Linked DNA regions of Mus musculus: all the other regions are linked to region 5. The links are chromatin contacts, called in public Hi-C, HiCAR-type and promoter capture Hi-C maps. All regions are on one chromosome and are shown on one strand. The core of a region is the stretch at or near the end of the contact, and the rest is flanking DNA. Distances in the headings are between cores, read along the strand shown. Region 1 holds the start of Atp6v1a (ATPase, H+ transporting, lysosomal V1 subunit A). Region 2 holds the start of Tagln3 (transgelin 3). Region 3 holds the start of Cd200 (CD200 antigen). Region 4 holds the start of Qtrt2 (queuine tRNA-ribosyltransferase accessory subunit 2). Region 5 holds the start of Gtpbp8 (GTP-binding protein 8 (putative)). Region 6 holds the start of Abhd10 (abhydrolase domain containing 10). Region 7 holds the start of BC016579 (cDNA sequence, BC016579).

Region 1 (3,543 bases), core at 874-3,373, 610 kb after region 5:
AGCATCAAAGTCGTACTCTACTAGAAAAATAAAACTTCCTAAAAATAACTGGATCATATTTTTAAAAATTACCAAGCATCCTGGATCATGGCTCAGGTGGAGCAAACATCCCCCCAAAAATGCCAAAAATAAAACCCAAAAAACACCGAATGAAAAACTAACATTTAAAGCAAACCAGAGTTTAGAAAAAATGTTTTCTATTTAGATTTAAAATCAAAACTTTCTCAGAATCATTTCAGAGGTATGGGACCTTCATTTTACACAGAACAAGCTTGTTTGGAGAAACGACTTACTTCGCTCTCCATAAAACGATGTTGAATAAACAACTAACTGAAACTGTAGTTATAATTTTCAGCTGACTTAGAAAGAAAAGACCGTTTAATATGTTTAAGCTTTCTTTTTTTTTCTTCTAATGACTGTAAGTAAAGGCAACCTCCAAAACTCGCGACGCTAAATACTGTAACAGTATATAAATCAATGGAAAGGAAATACTTCCTATCAAACGGGAACAGTTAAACCAAAATAACTTCTAATGTTACGGAAGATTTGCAAGATTAAACCTCAACTTTGCTAACGAAGAGCAAAAGCAGCAGCTCTCCTCCTTGCACTGGAGGGGGGGGGCAACACACACACACACACACACACACACACCACTGAAGCAATAGCTCCACCTACTGATCCATGGCTACTTCCTTAAACATTTTGGCACCCCAAAGTCTACACCGCTCCAGTTTATTCCCCCTCCCCTCCCGACCGCCCGCCTTCCTCCACTCGCTCTGACCCAACCCAAGTCCGTTGAGTCACTAGCTCCTAGCACTCATCCCCCGTGCTCTTTATTCCAATTCCTTTTCCCTCCAGAAGGTTCTGCACGGCCCACAAGTCTTAAGAAAACCCGCAACGTGTCAAAGCCCGCGGCCACAGCGCCGTTCCCGGATCTGGAGGAGCACCTTCAGGTGGCTCGGTGGTGCGCTCCCGGGAAGAGGCCCCCGGGCGCCTCATTCCTCCTCCCCGTGATCTCAGGCGGTGCACACACGTGAAACCGTGGACTCGCGCCCTTGCCTCCGTCGGCCCTTCAGCCCGCCAACAGCCGGCCTAGCCTCCGCCCCCCTCCGGGAGCCGCGGGACCGGGGAAGCCCGGCCATGACCCTCCGCCCGGGCTTCGCGCGCGTCTCTTCCCCGCAGCGCTCTCCCTGTCCATCGACCCACGCCCCTCTCCTGGGCCCCGGCCGCCGGGGTCCCCCCCACACCCCCGCCAGCTGCCCTTCCTCACCCTTTCATCTTCCCCGTCTGCTGAGGCCGTCGTTACAGCCGCCGCCAACGCCGTCGTCCTCGTCGCCCGGAGCTCTCCGCCCGCGCCCTGAGCTCAGACCACTCAACCCCACACGCCGGTCTTTTGGCTGAGAAGCCAAGCCAGGCCCTGAGGCTCCGGGAGACGCGGGGAAATCTGCCGCCGCGCTGCCGCCGCCGCCGCTCCTCCACACGTGCACTCGGGACACTCGGCTCCCGCCCGCAGCTGCCGCCAGCCAGACCCGCCGCCGCGCTGTGACCTTTCACCCCGCCCCTCAACGCGCCGGCGCGGCCGCCGCGTCGCGCGCAGGCGCAGTGCTCCGCGCCGCCAGGATTCCCCGCCCCCCGCTCTCCAGGGGCCGGGCCTACGGCCCGCTAGCTCCTCCCACCCTTTGCGACACTCTCTAGGGGATCTGGCTTGGTAGGCTCCGGCGGCAAAATCCGGATCTTTCCACCCTTCTCTCGCTTTCAAGCCAGCAGGATCAGCCTTTCCCGCCCCCCACCCCGATTCCTTTCTAGCCCTCCAGTGACCTTCAAACCCTCTGGCCGACTAATAGGGTTTTGTAAAACGGATTCTTCTCAATGTAAGAAAGCCCATGGGAACTTGCAGTAAATGTGTTTTAAATTCAAAAGGTAGTGATGGGTCCGGATAACTTGGCGATCCTCCAGCAGGCAAACCTCACAGGGTTTTTTTTTTTTTAAATCACGTGATAGGCTTAACGTCTTCCAGCCCAGGATTTTACTGGGGCCTTAGAGGCGGGACTCATGGCCATTTCCGGTCCCTAGAGCGTGACTTAGCGTCACTTCCTTAGCAATGCACTTTAACCCTTGCCATCCTCGTCTTCTGTACTGTAGTTTCTGTAACCCCCGTCATTGTAAAAAAAAAAAGAAAAAGAAAAGAAAAAGAAACTAACGCTTTTCTGAAGTCGCGGAACCATTCACATCCAAGGCGGTCCGCAAAGATTTAAGCCTGCGAGACGCGGCGTGACGGGCGAGGGGAAGCGGGGTGGGGCTTGAGGACACATGACTAGCTAGGACTGGCCCGCCTCCTGCAGCTGAAGACTTCCCCTCTCTCAGTGACAGAGCCTCTGGGTCCCGTCTAGGTACACTTTCTGCATTTCGAGCCCGGGCAGGTGAGGTGCGACAGGTAACTCGTGGCTGGTGGGGACGATTGACAGGGTGAGAGCAGATAGGGTGTGTGAATCGCGGCCTGCGGATGCTTGGGGCTCCCTTTCCGTTGTCCTCCTGCACGGGCGAGGAGCTCATTTCTGCTAGACCCCTGGCCCTTCACCATCACCGTGGTCCATTGACTAGGGATTATGATGCCCACCTTTTCCCTGGGTTGAGAGCGAGTACGGCCATTATGGTTCCCTATTTGGAGCCTTTGGGGCTGATTCAGGTGGTAGGATTGTGTTAGCTATTTCTTGGGGGTCTGCAACAACCGACGGATCCCATTCCCCTAAACTCCTTCCTTGGGAAAGGCCATGGCCCGGGTGATCCGGATGGTAGGAAAACCCCGGGAGGCAGAGGCGTCTCCGGTGAGACAGGCTTGGGAGGGGATGTCACTGAGATGGCCCTCACTGCAGAGTCACACTGAAGGGCTTTCCCCACAAATGTGCGTTCTCAGTGATCCTAAGGGTTTGCCGACATCCTTGCAGAGGTTCAGGGAGTCTTCAGATGAGACTGGAAGGGTAAGAGCGGGCCTTACACCTTTTTTTTCGGAGAGAAGGTGGTTGTACTCTCCTCAGAACAGGGTGTTGGTAATGCGACAGTCTCGGTTGGTTGGGAAGGTGATGAAAGGTGGTGTTGCCTTGTTGGGCTGGAGACCCAGACTAGCTTATGGGAAAGTGACGAGGTTTTCCCGAAGGGGAAGTAATTTTACGGAAACTGATCAGGCTGAAAACATCATTAATCCAAATCCATGTGTGTATAGTTTAAAGACTAGAAGATCGAGTCTAGACATTACTGACTTCATGTTTTCTGCCTGTGGGTCATTCCTTTTTGACATTTCTTTTAAGTCCTACATAATTGCCCTTCCCAGTCAGTTTAAAATTTGTGAAGTAATGCTTGTGCTCTTAATTCGCTTTTGCATTTGTTAAAAAATTCAAGTGACCCTTCTCAGACTTGAGAGTGCATAATATTTTGTGAAAATACAGAAATGGTTTTGCCTAGGGTTACCCAACCCTTTGTACTCCATTTTATGTGCACCGTAGTAGCCAATGTTTAAACCTCAAACAATGTACTTGACTGAAGGAA
Region 2 (3,969 bases), core at 136-2,635, 980 kb before region 5:
ACATCAGTCAGATGAGTGAGTCTCTTGCCTTTTATCCAGTGATGATCTGGTGGTTTTCTTTCTCCTGAAAATATTCGAATTCCCTTGCATGGCAAATTAGTGTGAGGTTGGTAAGTGCCTAATAACTGGCTTTTTACTGCTGGCACTTGCCACCATCCTTGGGATATGGATTCTCATCAGGACCAGATTCAAACTTCCGCTGTGGCATCTCTGAAAGCAATGTGGCGAAGAAAGCCCAGGACCATACAATTATACAGTGTTTATCTTCTGTAGAGACTTGAATACAAATATCTTCAAGAATATAAATTATTGGGAAGTGTAACAAAAATAAAGAGCAATTCATTTTGGATACTTCATCTTTGTCACTTTTACTTATGTAACCCAGTAACTAAAGATGACAGAATTTACAAACTGACCCTTAAAATTACTGAAAACTCTAACCTCAAACCCTTGCAAAGCAGTGTTTTATTACCTGGAGCCAGTCTGACGTTCCAGTCTCAGTTTACTTGCTGATTCTAAGACTTTTTCACCTTTTAAAAAAATACTAATTTAAAATATTTATTTTATATTCATGAACGTTTTACTTGCATGAATATCTGTGCACTGAATGCAACCTACCAAAACTTTTAGGGTACGGAGAGACTTCTGTTTAATTAGAAAATTTGTCTTATATATTTTATTTTAAAGTAACATTTATAAGACTTATCCCTTGAATAGAGCCAAACCAAGCCCAGAGGTTTTCTACGGGTTGGAAGTTTCTGGATGGAACTGCCTTGACAGCTTAAGTAAACGGTTGCAGCTTCCAGTGTCACCCCCATCCCGACCCCATCCTGTCCTGTAACAACTGTCCCTTCAGTGCAAGGTTAAAGTGGTTTGGCTATTCCTGGCAGATGGGCACTTAGCAGAATGGACCCTCCCAGAGGCCCAAGTCCCCTCAGGCAGCTGTGTGGGGCCTCAGATACAATGCTGGGTTTCCCAGAGGAGAAGAAAGGATTGTGCGGCAGAGAAAGAAGCTCCCAGCGGGAGGCAGGCGGTCTGGCCTGTCTAGGAGAGGGCTGGTTTTGGGGCGCTCTTAGCAACAGCCCTGGTTTGACCCTCCTTAGCCGTGAGAAAATCAAATCCAGGGCGCCTTGCTTCCAATCTCCTGCACCATCCGCGGCGTAATGTTGAGACATCCTTTCTCCCGCCTGTTAATTACCTGCTCTGGGCATCTCTAGCAAAGTGCTGCTGAGAGCGGAAGCAAGCAACCATCGCCCACCACCCACCGTCTGTCTGGGGGCTTATGCTCACGAATGAGTCCCATGTACATCATCCGGTCTGCCTGACAGGCAGGACTGAGAAAGGGGGGTTCCAGCCCCCCGTGGGCTGGCCAGGGCTTTATTCTAGAGTCCAGAGCGGCGCGTGGCTGCGCTTTTCTTTCCCGTTTGTAGGTGAAACCCCATTGGCTTCATTGGCTCCTTGATTTTAAACCACGCCCGGCTTTCTGCCCGCTTTGCTGCTGCTGGGTTCGGCCTCCCTGCCACATCCCAGCCGGGTTCTCAGGAAACCCGGGGGCTCCTGTGGCTGCTATTGTGTGGATGCCGCGTGTGTCCTCTCTTCTCTTCCAGAGATGGCTAACAGGGGTCCGAGCTATGGCTTAAGCCGAGAGGTGCAGGAGAAGATTGAGCAGAAGTATGACGCGGATCTGGAGAACAAGCTGGTGGACTGGATCATCCTGCAGTGTGCTGAGGATATAGAGCACCCGCCCCCGGGCAGGGCCCATTTTCAGAAATGGTTGATGGACGGGACGGTAAGGCGGGCAAGGATATTGGTTGTTGGGGCGCTGGGCAGGGAAACCCTGCTAGGGCCTTTTCTTTCCATGTGAGGCCCGGGGAGATCCCCTGTTGCCAAGGTCTGGGTCTCACCGGGAGAGATGAGCATGCCTTTATTTCTCCAGGGCTGGCTGCAATTCTGAGGGCTCTCTGCACAATTTCCTAGCTAGTTTAGAGGATTCTCCACCTATATGAGACTCAAGCTTCCTTCTGAGCTGTAAGCAAAACTGGAGCCCTTTTGATGTTTCCATTCAGAGTAGGGCTAAGCGCTGCTGCTGTGTGATCTCCTTAGCCTTCTTGGGCTGTTCTTACCCCCAAGGGAACCAGCTGGTTACACGGTGAAACAAAGGAAGGGGGTCAGGCTAGCCAACTTGTCATCCTCCATGGAAGCTGTATCCCTTGGAGGTGCTCAGGATCTCTTGAGCAGATGAGTTCCCCTGAACAGGAAGGGAATCCTTATGTGATAAGTGCCTTTCTGTCCAGATACTGTGTGTTTGGGTTCCAGGAGGACAGCTGAGCTAAGTCAAAGAAGCCCATCTTTTCTGGCAAGCTGTGATTTACTGTTACATAACTGCTATCCCACCTATTTGTTGGGCATCGTAGGGCTTGGCTTCTAAGAGTCTCTGAGAAGACCCAATTCAGTTCTTTGACGCATCACAAACTTAGATAGGATGAGTTAGTGAAAACAGCAGATCCCAGAGAGCAGATCAGAATCCTCCCGGTTCCCCGTGAGCCTCCAATGCATCCTCCATTAAGAATGGGAGATCATGTCCTCATCATCCAGGATTTTCAAGGAGGGAACTAGGTTCTGGCTGCAAGATTGTGGTCAGCTATTGTCTGTGAATGGGCTCCCTGGGGGTCTTCTGTGGTGTGGGTGTGTGTCTGTGTGTGTGTGTGTGTGTGTGTGTGTGTGTGTGTGTGTGTAGATGCACCACTCACTTCTGACCTGTGACATTTATTGCAAAGGGAAACACACTAACCCTCTGTCCCCCACACTCCCTTTTTAGGTCCTGTGCAAGCTGATAAACAGTTTATATCCACCAGGGCAAGAACCCATCCCCAAGATCTCAGAGTCAAAGATGGCTTTTAAGCAGATGGAGCAAATCTCTCAGTTCCTGAAAGCTGCCGAGGTCTATGGTGTCAGGACCACTGACATTTTTCAAACAGTGGATCTCTGGGAAGGTAAACTGCCCTCCTGGCTTTAGGTCTGTCTCCCCTGGACTCTTGTCCCAGTACCTCTTCTTTTCTCTGTCCTCTATTTGCAAAAGCCACTTACACAGGGATTCCCTGTGCTGCTTGGGGGAGGGGAAGTGTGTTCTCAGCTGTCATCCCAGGGACAGTGCTGGCCTTCCTGTTTGTGATGCTTTCTGGGTAGGGGTCCTGTCGTACAGAAGGACACATATTGAGGCTAGGGCAAGAACCTCAGCCAAGTAGTGGCTAAGTGTGATAGTGGAAGTGTCCACAGAGAAGAAGGGAACTGGCTACACGCATGTCTTTTCCTCTAGTCGGCCTTCCATCACAAATCACACTTAGTGGAAGAGAAAGGAGGCAGGAGTGAGTGAGTGTTCTCCTGACTCACCATCACTGGGGCTTACAGACAAAGCCATCTGGTGCTCCTCTGTCATTCAATCTGAGGGAGAAAAACAGCACTCCATCTTTCTGTTAAACAATTATCTAGAGAATGGTGACTGTATCTTCTAGATGAGTAGTCTGCTCAGGGAGACTACTAAATGACTTTTCACTCGCATTTGTGAATTGACTCAGTGAGAAGAATCTCACAAAGCTACTTAGATTGGATCTTATCTCTGGACATATATAGATAGCAATCCACCACTGTTGGGGAAAATGACGTGGAATGAAGATATTGCTGAAGGATTTGAGTGACCAATAGTCATAAGGCTTCAAGTCCCTTTTAGTGATAATGTGCATATTAATTCATATAGCCACGAGTAGGCCTGCCTGAGGCACAAAGAGACTAACTGTCTAACTGACAGATTGACTGACATGCTCATTGTCACTCACTGGCTGTCATCGCAGTGCAACCAACAGAATCTCCTAGATAGTGACCCAAATGGCTCTGCTGACAGTGACAGTGGAATAATGCAACTTTGATCAAAGTGTGGGTATTCTAAGGGTCATTACCTCAAGACTCTATTCA
Region 3 (3,487 bases), core at 332-2,831, 660 kb before region 5:
CAGCTGGTCAAGGCCCCAATCTATTAGTATAGCAGAATGTCATTAAGAATCATTCTTTTCTTCCTTCCATTTTTTCTTCTTCTTCTTCTCTCTCCCCCTTTCTCTCTCTCTCTTTCTTTCTTTCTTTCTTTCTTTTTCTTTCTTTCTTTCTCTCTCTCCCTCTTTCTCTCTCTCCCTCTCTCTCTTTCTTTCTTTCTTTCTTTCTCTTTTTCTTTCTGTCTTTCTCTCTCTTTCCTTCTTTCTTTCCCCAGCTGTGTTTGGTTCTACCCTAGGACTCTGGGCTTTCCATTATCTGGTTCTTGACCATCCAGGCAATATAGGTACAAGCTCTCTCTTATAGGGTGGGCCTCAAGTTAAACTAAACATTGGTTGGTCACTCCCTCACATTTTCTACTAAAATCTCATAGGCAGGACATATTGTGGGTAGAGGATTTAGAGGCAGGTTTAGTGTCCAGGTTTGTCTTTTCATGGTCTGTAGAATACCTTCTCACACCAGAGAGACTAGAGTCTAGAGTCCAAACCTCAGCTCTAGCCTCTCTATGTTCAGTGAGCTGAATGAAAGTTGACCTCAGCAATGGGTCCCACTGTCAGGTTTTAGAGGGTGACCTTCAGTTGTAGGTCCCAAGTCTCTCTCTCCTCTCTCTCTCTTTCTCGATCTCTCTCTCTCTCTCTCTCTCTCTCTCTCTCTCTCTCTCTCTCTCTCTCTCTCTCTCTCTCTGCTTTATACTTGTGATTGAAGATGTGATCTCTCTGGCAGCCTGGTACCATGCCTCCTGGTCACTTAGAGACTCTCCTCCTGTAGCTATAAGCCCAACAAATCTTTTTCCACAGGTTTCTACTCTAGTACAGAAACAGAAATGTCACCAATATAGTCAATCGTTTCTGTAAAGCTTTCATCAAGGAAAAACCTCAGTTCCAGGGCTTCCTGTGACTCATTTGATCTGTCCCTTGGTTCTCATCTGTTTTAAGGAATACTGCAGGACAATCTGATTAGCAGAAAGAAAGTGCTTTTGGGTTTTCAGGAAGTGTGTTCACAGGTAACTCTGAGCCCTTAGGACCTCTAAAGCTCTAGATGAGGTACCTGGTAACCACACACACACACACACACACACACACACACACACACACACTCGCACTGGCCTTTAATATAACAAATCGTAAAATAAAGTTTTCCTTTTTTTTTTCCCCCAGGGTGTCTGTATGAAGCTCCTTACCTTCCCCCTACACACACACACACACACACACACACACACACACACACTATTGTTCTGTTCTCCGTGTTTATCTTTTGCTGTACAGAACCACAGGATGCACCAGGTTTCTGACTCAAATTACTGTCCACTCAAGTTAGTTCCCACTCTGATTTTTCTGTATGGACTACGTCACCCTATACTGCCATTTGGCACGGGAGAGAGGCCAGTGATGGGAATGCAGACGAAACATGCATACACATGTAAAATAAGATAAATAAATCTAAAATGAAAAAAATATAGAGTGATTCTTTCACATTTTTGCTATATTACTCTAAAAGGCGAGAACCTGGCGGGGGCGGGGGCAGGGGCTAGGGATGAGGTTGTAGAGGGCGTGGTTGGTTGGTCGTCTCTTCCTCCACACTAGAGGAGCTGTAGAGTCTGCCTGTGCAGTGGAGGGGGCTCTCTCTACGGCGAATAGTAGTGTCCCTGCTCACAGGTGTTGCGGAGATATCCTCCATCGTGGAAGAGCTCAGACCCCGAGAAGCTGGTGTCTAGCTGCGGCCCAGAGCAAGGATGGGCAGTCTGGTGAGTGGAATCTGAGATGCGAAGGAGGGCGGAATGGGCGATCTGGAGCCGCGGCTCTCAGAAGCCAGTGGAGCCTGCGAGAAAAGCAAGGAAGCTGTTCTTTGGAGAAGTGGTATCCGGGGCTCGGAGCTCTGTAAGGAGGCACCGGCCGGAGAAAGCCCGGGGAACGCGTGTATCTAGGGTGGGCGGCTTTGCTCCTTGCTGCGATTCCATTGCGAAAACACGGCCTGAGCTCCATGGCTCCCAGAAGGGGAGGAGTAGCTCTTTGCGTCCCCTATGTTGGTCCTTAACCTGCAGCAGGGGTGTAGCCTAGTAATCTCGCTTGCTCTCTTTCTCACCCCCTCTCTTGCTGCATTTCTGCTCCTTGCCTAGGAAACCATGAAGCATCTAGCAGTACTGCAGCGAGCAAGCCACAGCTTAGTGGTCTTGTTAAATGCCAAGGTATTTAGAGGAGAGGCCGACATTTTGAGTCTTTGGTACTGTTTACAAGGCAGAAAATTTTAAAAGGAAGGGTGGTCATACGCCTTATTCTTTATACACACGGAATTGGTAGAATTGAATGCGAATCTAAACGCAATTAAACCCCAGGTACCACTTTTCATCAGGCTGACAAAGACCGACTTGTGTTACCTTTCTTAACAAAGAGGAATGTGGATCTGTCAGCTAGATGCTCTTAATGTTCAAACAAGGAATTGCTTTCTGTTTTACAAAGAATCGGAGAGAGAGGTTCTTTTTTTTCTCTCCAAGTCTCTGTGGCTGCAATGAAATAAGGTACAAAATCAGACCTAGAAAGAATAGGGGAATGGGGCTATGCACCTAGCAGCTGTGGAGTTGTCAGCTAAGACCCAGGAGCTAATGAACATCCACCTTCTTGATAAGAATTGTAGGAGGATTTTTTTTTTTGAATCTTCATGATTGGACTCTCTAGTTAATTCTTGATTGGTTAATCTTTTAGCATCCGTTAAATTCTGGGCACTGTCTTCAGGGTTTTAACCGTGGAATTGTCACCTCACACCTGTGATATTGCTGCAGCACTGACTTGCTGGGTTTGCAGTAGGCAAGCTCCTAGGATCTTTACCATTCAAAAATGCTATTTAATAAAGATTTTTGTATATTTGCATATGCACAATAAGATCTCTTGGGAGTGGGACTCCAGACTAAACAGGAAATTCATTCATTTTTCATGTAGGTCTCTCTCTCTCTCTCTCTCTCTCTCTCTCTCTCTCTCTCTCTCTCACACACACACACACACACACACACACACACACACACACACACACCCTCAGATAATGCCATGATTATACAGTTCCTCTTGATGACTATAACTATCACATGATGGCAGGTGTGGAATTTTTCATTATAACATTGTCAGTACTCAGAAGTTTCAGATATTGAAGCATTATGATTTTTCAGTTTCCCACCTATGTTTCATTTAACCCTGAGATTAGTACTGATGTCTTCCCCCCGCCCCGCCCCGCCCCACCCCCAGGCTCCAGGGAGGTTAAATAATGTGTCTTACCTAATACATTTTGGATTCATTCTAGACTGGAGTGTTCCCTGGTTACCGCCCAGCAATTCCACGTCATCTTTCTGAGAAACAGAAAGCCTACCACTGCCTGGCATGAACTAAAGGAGAATATAATAAATATGATGTGAATTTTTCATAGTGAAGCCTATCCTTTGACTCCCTGATCCCCAGTCCCTGTGTT
Region 4 (3,541 bases), core at 356-2,855, 860 kb after region 5:
GTCATGGCAACAAAGAAAGAGCTGATCTTATTCAAACACAGTTGAATTTCAAGGCGCTCATGGATTTTACTTTATCCTCTAGACAGTAATAATGAGCACTATCAGGGGGGAAAAATCCCTCTTTTTGTAGTTCTAAGTTGTCCCAATTTTTTTTTTTTTTTTTTTTTTGCCTTGCATCATCAAATCTATATTCATATGCTATTTCGGGCCCCATCTATTATGCAATGGAGCAACCTCAGTTTCCACTCACTAATGCTCTGGCCTGTGCCCTCTGGTATCTGGAGCATGGTTTTCACTAAGCGGAATGTGCCCTGTGCACACAGCTGCTATATTTAGGATAACCCACAAGAATGATTACCTGGGGCCCCCACAAAAGCCACTCGTCTAAGAGGATTTTTTTTTCTTTTTACAGGAAAGTAAAACTGAAAGGTAAGAGCAGCTGGTGAAACTGCTCTGCTGCTGAAAGCTGAAGCCCCTCCATTTCAATACTCTCCTTTACATTTAAAGCATCTATTTTTGTGACTGTTAAGAGGTATTCTGGAAGGCACACTTGGTGTGGCTGTGACTTTGCATGGCTGTGACTTTTGTAATGTTCCAAGTTTTAAATGGTGTCTCTTTTATTTTTAATTACCCCCCACCCCCACCCCAATTCTTCCTCAACCTCCTGATGCCTTTAGGTGCTAATACACAGAAGAGGTAAGAGATACAGGGAGGCTCTAACTTTGAATGCTCGTGAAATTTAGAGATAACCATATGGATAAAGTATTGAGATACAACCATCTGGACTTCTGGGTTCATTTTAGATACCTTGTGTAAAACTGGAAAGGGAAAGATATAAGGGATAACGTCAGAGAATTTCGTGTGATGATTTTTTTTTTCCTTTTAAAGACCCCTTAACTCAGATTTGAAGGGGGCAGAAGAAAATGTGCGGAAAGTTTCCTAAAATTGGTGGCAGAGTAAGGATTAGGGGCAAATTCCCCTCACCATGATGGACACTAGGAGACCTCTCCATAGATAGAAATAATCCTTACAGGATGCAGCCCATCACAGTAGTGAGTACACAGACCCTTTGGCTCCTTAAATCACGCTACCTAGGGCTGTGCAGGCTCTAGGGTAGCCAAGGCCAGGTAAGGATGCCCCCGGGGGAAGAGTGAGGAAGCGCAGGGCGGGAAGCGGCTGGCTTCAGGACTGTGTGGCGCCTAGGGCCGGCCCATGTTCCTCAAAGCTCCCGACTGGGATCACCTTGAGATTCAGCTTCCTTGATAACCGTTTCCAGCGACTCAGCTCCATCTTCTTCTTTGAGGCGGACCCTCCCTGGGGCGCCAGCAGCACGTTTTGCACTCTCGGGCCTAGACTTCGGCCACAACAGAGACAACTGCGCCTCCTCCCAGACTGCTTTCAGGTGGTTCTGGGAGTTGTAGTTCTGCCACCTAGCAGCTAGACAGGGGTCAGACATTCCGGAACTACTACTCCCAGGAGGCGTTGCGCGGGAAGCTTGCTTTCACGCTGTTACTATGGCATCGGCGGAGGTCACTGGGCTTCTTTAGCAGGGCCTTTGCGTAATTCTGGCGCTTGGTGATGACGCAGAAATTCCGGATTGGCTCTGCGGCGGAGACCGTGGTTTAGTGGGCCAAGGGTTCTACGAGTCGGAACACGTGTTATCTCTTGCGAAGAGTTTAAGGGTCCTGAGGGTGCGGAGTTGTGTTATCAACCGGTGAGTGTTCCTTTTCCTTGTTGAGGGAGGGTGAATAGCGCCCACTTTTTTTTTTTTTTTATTGCGTTGCAGTCTTGTTCCCACCTCGTCATTACTTGGTTTCTTGTTGGTCTAGGCTTTTGCCAGCTCCGAGTCTCCCAGTGTGATTGCCAGTTACAGTTCAGAAAGAAAAGGACCTCCGTTCTCCTGGCCTCTGCCAGAGAATGAGCTTCTCAGCTGCAAGTTTTTCTGAGTTTAGCAGTTACTTGGGAAGCTATACGAATAGGAAAGTCTAGGGCTCCTGGGATGGCTAATGGAACTAAGGGAAAATTGAATCTAAATAGCCATGCCTGGATGTTGTCATGAACAGCCCACTGAAGGCGTGTGTGCTTTCAAGGCAGGGCAGAAATTCAGAACTGGAGCTTTGGACCCGGCCACTTGTTGGCAATTCAGCTTACTTACTGGCAAAATGGGATTGTACCTAAACCCTGGGAGTATTGTAATGATTGAAAAAGCAACGTGTGTAAAACATTCTGCCAGGGAATCTAAACCAAACTATAAACTGGTGGAAATATGATAAGGAAAGCTGTGCCCCATAGACCTAGCACCTGCCCTCTAACTTGAGTGTGAACCAGTAAGAACATTGTTGAATGGGCTGTGTTACGTTCAGACTTTCCGCTGTCTCAATGGTAGTTAGTTCTTTTGGAAGAGTTAGTTTCATGGCGATTTTTTGGAAGGTGTGCCTATTTTTTCCTGAATGAAAAGCAGAGTTCAGAGAAGTGCATATAATACAGTGTGTGTCCATTTTTGGAGAACAAGTGTGTTTAAATGTTTGGATGAGTCTGGAGAAAGGCTGTCAATTTGGAGAAGATGGCTTAGAGGTAGAGGGGCAAGATGGGAAAAGAACAATTACACTGTAGCAAAATGGGAACTATCACAGTTAATATGGAAACATTGTATTTGACAAATTTCAGTTTCTTTTAAGCCACTAGCCTATATTATAGCCTCTAAAACTAATACATCTATAATTCCAGTAACAACTCTGCCAGTTACTACTGGTAACTGTCTTAGTCACTGTTCTGTTGCTGTGAAGAGACACCATGACCAAAGCAACTGTTATAAAAGAAAACGTTTGATTGAGGGCTTGCTTACAGTTTTAGAGGTTTAGTCCATTATCATCACAGCAGGAAGCATGTTGGCATGCAGGCAGACGCCTGAGCAGTAGCTGAGAACTGCATTCTCATCCATAGGAACAAAGAGAATTGGCATGTACTTTTGAAACCTAAAAGCCAGTGACACATTTCCTCCAACAAGTCCATAACTCTTATCCTTCTAATCCTTTCAAATAGTACAACTCCCTGGTGACTAAGCATTCAAATATATGAGCCTGTGGGGGCCATTCTTACTCACACCCCACAGCGACTTTATTAGCTTCACTTGACTAGTTTATAAAATAAAGGTGAGTAGGGTCTGTGTTGTATTTGTTTTGAGGGTTAATGTAGTTAATGTATCAAGCATGGTAAGTACCCAATAAATGTAACTACTATGATTGTTAGGCCTTTCAATGGATGAAGTTACCATTTGCTTTTTTTGTTGTTGGGGTGGTGTCTCATTCTGTAGCCCTGTCTGGCCTGAAACACACTCTAGAGTCAGGCTGGCCTCAAACTTAACAGAGATTTGCCTGTCTCTCTGCCTCCCAGGTGATAGAATTAAATTATGTGCCAGCATTCTCTGCTGGATCCTTCCTTCCTCCTTTTCTTTGTTTCTTAAAGGTTTATTTTTCTTTTCTGTGTATGAATATTTTTGTGTACATGTATATATGTATACCACAAGTGTGCATGGTACCCT
Region 5 (3,470 bases), core at 294-2,793:
GCCCAACTAGGAAAGAAACAAGGCGTGTAATAATATCTGGAAGTGAAGCATTCCAGACAGGCATATGCAGCAACACAGGGGCATATTTGCTTCTTACATCAGTGGGCTACGTTACATTTGAGACTAGAAGATGTTGGGGATTTTCACTTGCATTTTAACAGGATCATGTTTGCCATTACATTGGGAATATACCTGAAGGAGAAACAAGCAATGATACACAGCTAGATTTTGGAAGCTATGCCAATAATCTAGGTGAGAGACAAGGAGGACTGGGAACACGATGCTAATGTTAGGGTCTGAGAACCCCCAGAGAATGAGACCCCAGACTCAAATAATATGCAACAGCAAAGAGCGTCTTTCAGCAGAATTCGGCATGCAAAGGTCGCTCCATTTAAGAATGGAGACACCAGTGTGTGCTCTGCAGGGTCAGTTTAAAGCCTGTTAGGGTGGCAGTGGGTGTCTTTTATCTTTTGTTTTTTCTTGATTAGTTGGCTCTATCTCCAGGGATATGAGTCCTTTGTGATTTGTTAGGGCTCTGGGGACTTTCCAAGGTGGTAAGGCACCCTTGGATTGGCTGTCTGCAGCTGTGGTTGGATGGCCATGGGCTCCTGAATCTGGGTCCTCATTTCTGGGAAACAGAAATAGGCCTAGACTCCCAAACTGCCAGTTTACAGCCTGTCATGGAGTCAACCTGGCTCTGGCTCTTTGATCTTCTGCCTACAGTAGAGACTAGGGAAGAGTTTGATTACAAGTGTCCATGGAAAACACAGCATATGTTGACTCTAAAGTTTATGTGCCTGCTATATGCAGATGCTTTAAAAAGAAAATAATGGAGTGACAGGGCACGGAATGATTAAATGCTTGTGGTGGTTTAAATGAGAATGGCTCCCATGAGCCATTTGAATAGTTGCTCCCGAGTTTAGGGAACTGTTTGGAAAGGGTTGGAAAGTGGGGCCTTGTAGGATTAGAAGGTATGACTGTATTGGAGGAAGGGGGTGTGTATTTGGGGGCTTCAAAGGACTCCAGTTGTTCCCAGTTCTGTTTCTGGTTTATGGATCTTTGTCAGTTCTCAACTGCTGCTCCAACGCTCTGCCTGTCAGAGAGATACCGTCCCTTCTCTGAAAACGAGTTGCAATTCCAACCACATTTCTCACCAGCTTATTTAATTTTGCAAACGTGTTTTTCTCGGTGACGTGAACTTATGATAAATGTCAATCGACGATAAAACGACCGGAAACAGAAGGCAAAGCGGGCTTGGAATCCACTAGTTTGTCCCTATGGTTCCTTCCCTTGAGACTCAAAGATCACAGGACAAGGTAAGTTTTTCGCATCTGGAAACCGCTGAAGACCAGAACACGCCAATCTGATACATAGTTGGTAAAGCCAAGGTGTTAAAGAAAGTCAGTGGGGTTTCCCCCTTTCTGCCCGGAGGTGGTGAGAAGCTTGAGCAGGTGAGGAGACCCTAGAAAACTACAATTCCCAGCAGGCGCTGCGGCAGCGAGCTTTCTGTCTGGCGCTGTCCAGACCCTACTAATAAAATCCAGTCGCGAGGATTCTGGGAGAGGAAAATGGCAGCGGCTAGGTTGAGTCATAGAATGGGAAGGCTCCTTGAGAAAGCGCCAGCACTGGGGCCTTGGACCCGGGTTTACAGCACGTCCCCTGCCTTCGCAGAAGTGCTAAGGCTGCCACAGAAACAGCTAACGAAGGTAGTGTACCCGCTGCGGGAACTGGGGCAGCACCTCGCCGCGGACTCGGGGCCTGGCCTTATCGAACAGAGACTCTTCGACCCGAGCCTGGAGGACATCGGGCGGGCGGAGAGCATCTTTGAGGCCACCGCCCGGAACCGCATCGAGTACCTCAGCTCCGCCGTCCGCCTCGACCACGCCCCGAGTTTGCAGCAGCCGGAGGTGAGGTTGACCGCCGGGTCTACTGTAGGTGCGAGAGCCTGAGTCGGCCTGTGCTCATTTCCTGTCACCCAGCGAGAGAGCTCGTAACAGCAAAAGAAAACACTCCGTGTGGATGCGCCACTCGTGTGCGGTGCCCGTGGAGGACCGCAGTGAGCCGCAGTGTGGGTGCTGGGAATCCAACTCCGGTGTTCCGGAAGAGCCGCCCGTGCTTTTATATTTTCATTTTAGTTTATGTGGGTTTGCCTGCATGTATGTCTGTGTACCACATGCCTGTTGCCTTCAGAACCCAGAAAAAGACATCAGTGCTCGCTGGAACGGGAGTTTCAGGCAGTTGGGAGCAGCCATACGTGCTGGCTGGGACTTGAACTACAATCCTCTGGCAGCAAGCGCACCTAACCATTGAGCCACGTCTCCAACCCCGAAAGTACAACATGTAATAAATAAGCCACTGTTCAGCCCTGAGAATACTAAGTACTCCATTCTCCCTACCTCTCTCTCATACTAGGTGTGTTTCATAGGCCGAAGCAATGTTGGAAAATCCTCTTTGATAAAGGCCTTATTTTCCCTGGCCCCTGATGTAGAAGTCAGGATCTCAAAAAAACCGGTATGCTGGGTATCTCTTGAATTTATAAAATGAGACCTAAGTATTGGCAGATGCAAGAGATCATAATTGCTAAGTTCCTAGAGAAGAATTTTTTTAAAAAATATGTAATAAGGTAAGACATCATTAATGTCTGTATATTCTCTGAGAAAAACAAAAGTATAGCTGAATTGATTTTAGTAGTCTTGCCAATATCTAAAGGAAAGCATTGTTGTTCTAAATTTTTCCTTAGTTGACAAAGTTAAGTATTTTATTGCTGTTTTCTTCTATAATAATGAATGTCTAGTTCTACATTGGTTGTAGGGAAAAAAGGGTTTAAGTTGCTTTGTCCTCTATATTCTTGTGTATATTCCAGATGTGTGTATTCTTTTACCCAAGGCCACTCTGTGCCTTTCTTCACAGATAGCTCTGATCTTCTGCCCTTCTGCTATCCTCTCCTTCTTCTCCTTCCTTTTCATTGATGCAGCCAACTGGTACCTAAAAGAACCTTTTCCGAAATCTCACCGCTGGCCCCACTTACCTTAGTGTCCATCTGACAAAACACTTCCACCAGCTGTGACCCTCACTGTTTCACCCGCGAAAGTTTAAGCCCTTTCATGAAGCTAGCTTTCTCCTTCCCACTTCATGGAGTAGCGTCTCTGGTTTCATCACAGGGATTCCATCCTTCACCACTCTTCCTCCTCACCACAGAAGCCAGCTAAACGGTGAATTCTAGACAGAACGAATCCCACTCTTGTATAAGAGAATGATAGAGAAGGTGTATTCTTTTCATTCTCAAATACACAACTCTAAAAACACTTTCTAACAGACAAAGACGCTAACCAAGAACTTAATCATCGCTTACGAAAAGCCCTCTCCTTTGATATTTTATACCAAACAATTGACTCTAGTTTGTCTTTCCTTTTCTGATTCCTACGTGTTTCATGAATGCAAAAGCGCAAGTAGCCACATTGTGTTATCTT
Region 6 (3,919 bases), core at 695-3,194, 1.0 Mb before region 5:
GGAAAGGTTTGTTCTGTCTTTCTCTATCAAGCTCCTCCGGCAGAGTCTACCATTTCATGTTCTCAAAACTCCAAAGACGCGTCTGTCTCACGGTGCCTGCCCTTTGCTCTTGTCTTTGGCACCAACAACTGTTCCCGCGAATCTCTAAAAGGACAGTACCCAAGTTTCCTTCTGTTGTTGTAATAAATGGCATGACCAAAGGCAACTGTACGGGGGAAAGAGTTTATTTGGCTTACTGGTAAATATTCATCACTGAGGAGAGACAAGGCAGAAATTCACCACAGAAGCTTGAAGCAGAGACCACCAAGGAATATTGCTCACTAACTTGTTTCCAGGCTCACAGCCACTGACATTTTATACAATCCAGGCCCGCAGAGGGCTAGGACCACCTACATCAATCAGCAATCAAGAAAATGCCCCCCACAGACGTGCCTCCAGGCCAATCTTATGGGTGTAGACAATTGTCCAATTAAAAATCCTTCCTTCCTAGGTCCTCAATCTGACAAAACAAACTGAGACAAATAAAGTGGTTTTACATAAAAACATATATTTTTTTCACAAAGTACAGAAATTTCAAGCAGAATAGACAAGATAAAGTCCTATACTTAGTGAGACTTGAGGCTGCCAAAATTATTTTGAAAGATGTCAGAATCCAGAGACCCTAGTATCACAATTAATTGAATTATTTTCTATTGCCATTGATTCACCCCCTTCCCTGCCATTCCCCCACCCCCTTGTTAAAAAACAACAACAACAACAACAACAACAACAACAACAAAACGGTGCTATTGAAGGTAACACAGAGCCTTATGAACTCCTGTTTGAAGGGACTCTAGCCACCTTGAGCATGGCAAACATGTCTCTGGAAGGCCTGGTCCTTCTCTCTCATTTCCTCTGCCTTGCTAGAAACTGTAGCCCCCAAGGTCTATTCCCTTATTTGGTCACTTCCTGCTAAACCTAGTCCAGAAATCAAAGTATTTAAGTCCAGCAATCAAAAGCCCCCTTGTGGCTGTCCTAACTAACCTGTCCAATTAAACACCTCATCCGTACATGGGGTTCACCCTTTAACCTTTATAAACAGCCATATTCCTATGAGCCATGTCTGTCTCCTGTCGATTCAGAGGCAGTCCTATGTGCCCCCTCCCCCAACAAAAAAACCCTTCCTCCTCTCTTCTTTCCTCCTTCTTCTCCCTCCTCCCCATTTCTAGTCTTTGTCTTTTGCTCTCTGCCCTTTGTGTCTCTGGGGCAAATCTCCTTTTTGTGCTGGGAATTTGGTCTTGGGATGTCTTGCGCCAATATTTAGAATAGTCATAAAGGGCATGATAGTTCAAAGCGTACTGAAAATTGTGTGTATTATAATAACATGGCCAGATTGCCTGACAAAAGACTTTAGATAGTTACCCATCAAGCAACCATATGTGAATGAGTGTTTTCAGTAATTTTGCCTGTGGCTGCTCCTTTGAATTTTCAGCAATCTGGTGAGTGGGAAAATGTTTGGGAGAGATCAAAGAATGTTGATGCGACTCCAATGATGTGACTTTAAGATTAAGGTCGCCTCTTGGAAACCTTTCCCCCATAGCTGAAATGGAGTCATAGGGAATGAATGGGTAAGGCAAGAAGCCTAGCAATTTTTGTCCCAGGTCTTTGGTTTCTCTGGATGATAACACGGTTTCCCATCTATGCACGCTCAATTTGACCCTGGCTCCTCTCCGACATTTCCGCAGCTTACTGCGAAAAATACCGGCCAAGGCCGCCCAATGTCACAAGCCAAATGCCCTTTGGGGGAGACAGAACAACCCAGTAGAGACAGCAGTACCCCAGACAGCACCTTTGCGCATGCGTCTCCGCGCCCGGGGGCGGGGGGGGGAGGAGGTGAACAAATCCCACGTGATGCTTGTAAGCAACCCCCACCCCCACCCCACCCCGCTCCCCGCGGACTGCGCGTGCGTGACCTCGGGACCGCGCGACCTGCGCGCGTCTGTAGCGGGCGCAGGGGCAGCTGGGAAGATGGCGGCCTGGGCCCCTTGTCGGAGGTGGGGCTGGGCGGCTGTGTCCTTCGGCCGGCACCCGGGCCTGAGCGCGTCACTAGCTCGGAAGCCCCCACGGGCATGGTGGCTCTCAGGTTAGTGTACGGAAGGTGGGGCACTGGGGCTCTTTGGAAGGCCCGGCGACCGTCCAGTGCCCGTCTGGAGCCGGCTTGGCGCGCCATTTAAAACTGCTCTGGCTGTCTCGGCACTGAACGCTGCTGGGCAAGGCTAGGGGAGTCTGCTTTTCTGCTGAGGCCCTGCGGCGTTCTTGGAAGTCCTTGTTAGCGGTTACACTGCGATTTAAGGAGTTCCTACGTCCTCTGAATCAAACGTCAAGAGCAGAAAGAAAAAAAATAAGATGTGCATTTAATGTGTTTGGTTATTAGCTGCTCCTAGAGCTTTTCATATGGATATATGTCAAGTGGTTAGCCTTGCCTGTCATGGACTTGAGGAAACAAAGTATGTATGTATATACATGTAAATGCTGTCTTTAGACCTAATATCTGATTGTTCTTGTTTAAAGAATTGGAGTTACTCTACAATGGAAGCTAAAATGTGGATCAGTAGTATTACATGCGTAGAATACATGATTTGTGTACATGTATAGTTATCCTTAAATAACATCCTTGGTGTCCTCTTCACATCTTGCCACACAGCTATTAGATAGCTACATAGTGCTTGGAATACTAATGCCATTATATAACAAGTTTAGTTTTTTCAAGTATGTAATCGGTTTAACTTAACACTGTACATACACACACACAAGTATGTCAGTTCGATAACAAGAGTAAAATATATTTTTAAATTTCTTTAACAGTATTCATTGACAATATATGCATCAGGCTTTCAGCTAATCTATATTATATAAAGATGATTTATAGATTGAAGGTTGGATCTGTTGTTTTATAGCTAACAAACATCACTTCAGAGTAACTGCCTGAAATGAAATTTATTTGTTGGGAGGTAATGTCTGAAAGGGGATAAAAGGATACTTTGAGTATATAATTAAAGAAATGGAAAATGAACATTAATATTGATACAATCTATTGACCAGTAAACTGATCCCCTGTAGCCTTGTTTTAAATCCAGTTTTAAACTTGGCACATTTTTCCAGAGACTAAAACCTTGAATCTGTTTGACACAAACAAGGGATAACTTTAAAGCATTTGATTCTTTGTGTGTGTTTGGGGTCGGGGGTATGGATTGTTGATGTTTGTGAGACAGGGTTTCACTACATAGCCTCTGTCTTTCCTACAACTCATTGTACAAAACAAGGTGACCTGGAAATGGTAGTGGCCCCCCCGCCTGTGGCTCTTGTGTGTGTGGTTATTGGGGTGCACTGTCAGACTCTCTACTCATTATTTTTTTTCTCGAAAATAAACTGGACAGATTAAAAATGGGAAAAAATCTTAGCAGTACACATGGGAGAGACCCAGGCGCTTTCATTAGCAAGATGAAGGGCTAGTAAGACTGCTTAATCTTTTTCTTTTTTAAATAAAGGACTAGCAAAGATGGATCAGCAAAGTAAGCCCTGTAAGGTTCCCCATTTGTCCTGCCATATGTAAATAGTTCTAAGGTATATATGTGTTCCATTTACCAAAAGCCAGCCAACAGAAGTAAACGCACCAGTTAGAGAGCTGTTTGAGAAGTGTATTTCCAAGAATGATACTTGATCCAAACTTATCTTTAAAGGAGCGCGGCCTTCTGAAACTCCACATGCTGGAAATGATGGTGCTTTGTTGCCAGTCGCTTGCCCTTCCTGGGGACGATTGCTCAATGGTGATCTGGTCATAAACAGCGCAGCACTGTGGACATCCTTCCCTCTTGGCTGCCTACGCTGACGACTGATGAGGGTTTTACCTCTGCTTCCCAAAGCCTGGGGTTGCAGGTGC
Region 7 (3,982 bases), core at 770-3,269, 910 kb before region 5:
GAGAACTTAGAGAGATAGGTGTTCTTCCTCTGTGTTCCAATGCAAGAAGAGACATTTACAAGGATTGAGACAAACATGGCACATAGTAAGATATCTCTGGGAAGCCATACCTGACTGTCAGCATTATCACAAAACTCAATGCACAAAACAAAGGCACCTCATAAATGGAAATTTAGCAAAACTCAGTAACTGGCAGAGGAGGTAGCAAATGTGTTGGTTTCCAATGCAATTTGATCTGTCGGCATCAAGATGGATCATGGGTGCACAGCATCATGTTGCCTACAAAGAAACTGACCCACCCCACACAAAACTCAGGGTTTCCAATCTTCACTAAGCGACAGAAAGCAGAATGGTAAGAGGTGGACTGAGGCATACCTCTGAGCTCTTGGTCACACAGGTGGCCAGCAGTGAAAGGCCAGATGCATTTTGGGTGAGTGTTCTGAAAGTCAAACTTTTCAGGTATGCTATCTCCTGGCTTCTGGTTGTTTTTGTAAAATTTAAAGGGCCAAGATTTCAATTTGTTCTCAAAGCCTCGTAATGCATGGTTTGAATAGCTGTAAGTCTATAGTACTTGCTCAGCCCATCCCAGTTCTTGATTTATCTTAATTTAGAGAGTGTCTCACTCCATATTAGAACCGTATTTTTCCTGTCAGAGGGCAGAGTTAACCGTAGCACCAAACAAGTAAAATGGGATGAAAAAGAATTTCAAAGGAGAAATAGTAACACTATATTAAACAGGACTCAGAGCACTGCACAGAACTGTAGAGAAAGTAGAATTGAAAGGACAGAGAACAGGAAATGTTATTTTCCAAATTAGTAAAAGTGATTGGCAAATTATGACTACCCTGTGATAATGAGTATTTCCAGTTCATAGTACTTAGTTCAATTTTCTAAAAACACTTTCTTTGGGATTAAGGATAAACATCACAATAACAGCATCTCTCTGGTGACTGGTGATAAAACCCAGGGGTAGGGCCATATACCTGGGCTGAGCCCCTAGCACTGCAAAGAAAAGAGATATTTCCAAATATTTCTGGAATCCTCAAACTGGTCTTAATAACTATCTATGTGAGAGGAAGGAAATGGGGAGAGGATGGTGGTTCTGAAAAGAAGGTTTAGCTAGAGGCAAGATCTTTGGACCAATACCCAATACACACTTTGCTTTGCAAACGTAATTCCCGGCTCACTAAGCCAGTTCTGAGCTGTGCATGGGGTGTGGAAGGCATTGTATGCTTCCTGACACATGGGCCTTTTCTTCAGGTGCGGTGTTCATGACCCCTCCTCTCAAAGATAAACAATAATCAGTAAATCAGTAATGTTTATGAATTTTTGCTTCTGCGAGTCACTGTCTTCTGTGCTGAGAAACACAAGCGTATGAAGAACTCACACAGTGCCGATTGCCCTTACTAGTCTAAGGGATACTGATACTGCCCCTGTGCCTGAATCAGGAGGGGCGTGGCTGCTCCTTTCAATGGAGAGCAAAGCCATAGAGGTAGAGGTAGTGTATGAAAATTACTTCGGGGCTGTGTATTATTCATCTTCGTGTGTTCGGAATCAAGCATGCTGCCTGGCACACGGAAGATGATTCATAGCTGTTTGTTGATTTGGTAGATGAGCCCTCGCTAGACAGTGAGTACTGGAGTAAGTTTCAGCATCACACTGGTCCAGGTAGAAGGCTGGAAAGTTTCCGGAACCGCACCCTCCCCCGTCCCCCAACACCCTCCCCACCCAACCCTGCCTATCCCTTCCTTGCCACAGTCCAGCTTGCAATCAGGCCCTGTGAGCTTCTGCGGTCTGCATCCACACGGAAAGGCATTGCAGCTAGCACCCTGAACAAACCTGAAAAACAGCCGGTCCCACTTGCATCTACCTTTCCTGAGCAAGGTCAGCTAACCAAAGCCGGAGTGCTTCCACTCTCTCTGGCTTCGCCCCTCCCCTCCAGGTCCGCCACCGCAGGCCTATCTGGCGCCGCCCGAGGTCTACCTGCCGCGCCTGGTGGGTGGAGTGTGAGCTGAGTAGTCTCCCTGTGCTGGACTCTGCACCCTTAGGTGCTAGAGTCTTGCCTCTCAGCGGAGCCTCCGTCTTCGGCGCTGCCATGGAAGAAGGGTCCAGATCCCAATCGCCCCGGGAAGAGCTGGAGCTCTCGATGCTGGACGGGCCTCAGGAAGAGCTGACACCTCTCAACAATGACCTTCGGATCCAGCCTAACTCCGCTGAGGACCCTAGCCCAGCCCAGGTAAGGACTTAGGGTTCTGGCGTGACAGCAGGGAAGGGGCCTGGCACCACTTAAAGGCTCCAAAGCGTCCTTCCAGCGCCCAGGACACGCAAAGAAGGGGAGGTTAAAGAAAGCAAGAACTTTTGGAATTTCTTAGATCAGACCCCTCCATTATGAGACTCGGACCTCGCCTAGAGACTTCAGGAATCCTGTAGAGGGGCGTGGCTGCTCCTTTCAATGGAGAGCAAAGCCTTAGAGGTAGAGGTGCTGTTTGAAAATTATGTAACTTTTAACTTGTTTTTCTTTCCCAAATAAAAATAGAGTGATGGATTGAATCATATTGTCTCTCTCCCCGTTCGCTTCTCCGCTTTCTCTCTCTCCCCTTTCTCCCTTCCAGCACCCCACCACCACCTCTAGGGGCGTGCAATCCACTGTCTCCTACCTTTAACCAGCCCTATGTCCTCCGCGCCCTCCCCCCACCTTCAAACACATTTTGTTATCTCCCACTTTGGCCACTGCTTCCTCCAGAAGAAAAGCAGGCAAAGAACACGAGGAGGAAAGAGCTGCTGCGTCCAGACTGAGGGTTGTGAACTGTTGTGAACTTGCCAGCTTAGTACAAGGGAAATACTTTCTAAGTTCTACCTAAGAACTAGCCTCACTGTCTTTTCATCTCTGAGGAAGTCCTTAAGGGTGTGTAGGTTGAACCCTTCTCTGATATCATAACATTACTCACAGATCAAATACTTGTAAAACATCAGAGAGTTTGAATGCTGAGCCACCTGTCTTCTCATCAACTCCAAAGGTTTACTTGAGTTTTACTGGGCACACTCAATTTTCTGGACGCATTGTTTTAGCCTGGTTTTTCTCACCCCACTCCACCCCCATCCCTCTTGGGCTCAAGTTCTGACTTTAGTAGAATTCAAAGCTCGAAAACATTACTCTTGGTCCACTGTGATTCCTGAAAACACTGTGTGGCAATGCCTTATTTTATGAGTACCCTGGAGTCTAAGTTGGCACCTTCTGTTTGTATGAAATAAGACCACAGATGAGTGAAAATCGGAAGGTAATGCCTGAAGGCCAGTGCAAGAAGCCATAATCAGGAACTTTCTGTATGATTCTCCAGGGCAGAGCCTGGGCAGGAGAATTAGAAATACTTACCTCAAGTTAGTCAGGCCCAGTACATCCCCAAAGATTGAGACATTCTCCAGGGGGGAAAAAGTGTTTGAGCCCAGAGACGCTGTGAAACAATCTTAATGTCATATGCTCCATTTATGTGAAACAATGTTAATACCATATGCTCCGTTTAGGCCCTGAGAGCCCTAGAGAACAGTTGAGAACACGCCAAATCCATACCAGGTATCAGAATCTTACATTTGCGTAGCACCTGCTTTGTAAAGAATAGGCTTCAGTGTCCTAGTGACTTCCTTGTTAGTCAGACGTATGTAGATGTGCCAGACTTCCTTGTAATTTGGCGTTGTAGGTGTCTAAATAGGAAAATTTCAATAACTGATAGAATGGGGTGAGGGTAGAGAACCTGAAGAGCGTTCTAGAAATACTGGAATGGTAGCACTTTACTGAGAAGAGAGAGGACAAAACCTCAAACCCTTCCCTAGCATGTTCATCAGTCTCTGACTCTAGAGAATAGGTTGAAATGTGTTTCAACATGAATGGTCAGTTAGTGACGTTCATTCAGTAAGGACTGGTTAGCACAAGCACATGGTCTATATACTTAAAATTTTTGTGTCCCCATCTTAAGTTGTGTGATAA

Evidence for each region. Promoter capture Hi-C pulls out the DNA fragments that hold promoters and counts their contacts. Hi-C and Micro-C count contacts between places; a contact is called where the count stands out from the background. HiCAR-type assays count read pairs that join an accessible place to other places. Capture Hi-C pulls out chosen DNA fragments and counts their contacts.
Region 1: a promoter capture Hi-C map of erythroid cells shows a contact between it and region 5, with 4 times the contacts expected there. The contact joins the promoter of Atp6v1a here to the promoter of Gtpbp8 in region 5. A contact is called at or near these places in 3 of 39 promoter capture datasets (cranial neural crest, erythroid cells and maxillary cranial neural crest), 2 of 484 Hi-C or Micro-C datasets (both in embryonic stem cells), 2 of 115 datasets of contacts at active chromatin or transcription factors (bone marrow-derived dendritic cells and effector CD8 T cells) and 1 of 9 other capture datasets (adipose tissue).
Region 2: a contact with region 5 is called in a HiCAR-type map of astrocytes, with 4 times the contacts expected there. The contact joins the promoter of Tagln3 here to the promoter of Gtpbp8 in region 5. A contact is called at or near these places in 3 of 39 promoter capture datasets (the C10 cell line, cranial neural crest and hippocampal neurons), 5 of 115 datasets of contacts at active chromatin or transcription factors (the 230-238 cell line, astrocytes, embryonic forebrain and 2 more) and 1 of 9 other capture datasets (adipose tissue).
Region 3: a Hi-C map of cerebral cortex shows a contact between it and region 5, with 2.9 times the contacts expected there. The contact joins the promoter of Cd200 here to the promoter of Gtpbp8 in region 5. A contact is called at or near these places in 5 of 39 promoter capture datasets (the C10 cell line, embryonic stem cells, hippocampal neurons and 2 more), 3 of 484 Hi-C or Micro-C datasets (cerebral cortex and cortical neurons) and 2 of 115 datasets of contacts at active chromatin or transcription factors (astrocytes and embryonic forebrain).
Region 4: a contact with region 5 is called in a promoter capture Hi-C map of liver, with 4 times the contacts expected there. The contact joins the promoter of Qtrt2 here to the promoter of Gtpbp8 in region 5. A contact is called at or near these places in 3 of 39 promoter capture datasets (the C10 cell line, liver and pre-B cells).
Region 6: a contact with region 5 is called in a promoter capture Hi-C map of liver, with 4 times the contacts expected there. The contact joins the promoter of Abhd10 here to the promoter of Gtpbp8 in region 5. A contact is called at or near these places in 7 of 39 promoter capture datasets (the 3T3-L1 cell line, 3T3-L1-derived adipocytes, the C10 cell line and 4 more), 2 of 115 datasets of contacts at active chromatin or transcription factors (the 230-238 cell line and astrocytes) and 2 of 9 other capture datasets (adipose tissue and liver).
Region 7: a contact with region 5 is called in a promoter capture Hi-C map of hippocampal neurons, with 5 times the contacts expected there. The contact joins the promoter of BC016579 here to the promoter of Gtpbp8 in region 5. A contact is called at or near these places in 6 of 39 promoter capture datasets (the C10 cell line, the SN4741 cell line, cranial neural crest and 3 more) and 1 of 115 datasets of contacts at active chromatin or transcription factors (forebrain).

Annotation. Positions count from the first base shown.
Region 1 is chr16:44,137,839-44,141,381 of GRCm38.p6, reverse strand. Atp6v1a (ATPase, H+ transporting, lysosomal V1 subunit A) reads left to right here and starts at 2,123. Exons shown (of 15, transcript NM_007508.6): 1 at 2,123-2,420. It overlaps Naa50 (N(alpha)-acetyltransferase 50, NatE catalytic subunit), which reads right to left and starts at 1,591. Exons shown (of 5, transcript NM_001347239.1): 1 at 1,271-1,591. The coding sequence starts at 1,278.
Region 2 is chr16:45,721,947-45,725,915 of GRCm38.p6, reverse strand. Tagln3 (transgelin 3) reads left to right here and starts at 1,385. Exons shown (of 4, transcript NM_019754.3): 1 at 1,385-1,789; 2 at 2,819-2,993. The coding sequence starts at 1,610.
Region 3 is chr16:45,407,147-45,410,633 of GRCm38.p6, reverse strand. Cd200 (CD200 antigen) reads left to right here and starts at 1,581. Exons shown (of 6, transcript NM_010818.3): 1 at 1,581-1,778. The coding sequence starts at 1,767.
Region 4 is chr16:43,887,740-43,891,280 of GRCm38.p6, reverse strand. It overlaps Qtrt2 (queuine tRNA-ribosyltransferase accessory subunit 2), which reads left to right and starts at 1,605. Exons shown (of 9, transcript NM_001356329.1): 1 at 1,605-1,714. It overlaps Ccdc191 (coiled-coil domain containing 191), which reads right to left and starts at 1,379. Exons shown (of 16, transcript NM_027801.1): 1 at 1,243-1,379. The coding sequence starts at 1,290.
Region 5 is chr16:44,744,436-44,747,905 of GRCm38.p6, reverse strand. Gtpbp8 (GTP-binding protein 8 (putative)) reads left to right here and starts at 1,543. Exons shown (of 6, transcript NM_025332.3): 1 at 1,543-1,907; 2 at 2,413-2,511. The coding sequence starts at 1,569.
Region 6 is chr16:45,740,980-45,744,898 of GRCm38.p6, reverse strand. It overlaps Abhd10 (abhydrolase domain containing 10), which reads left to right and starts at 1,944. Exons shown (of 5, transcript NM_172511.4): 1 at 1,944-2,122. The coding sequence starts at 2,008.
Region 7 is chr16:45,652,155-45,656,136 of GRCm38.p6, reverse strand. It overlaps BC016579 (cDNA sequence, BC016579), which reads left to right and starts at 2,019. Exons shown (of 6, transcript NM_145389.2): 1 at 2,019-2,236. The coding sequence starts at 2,096.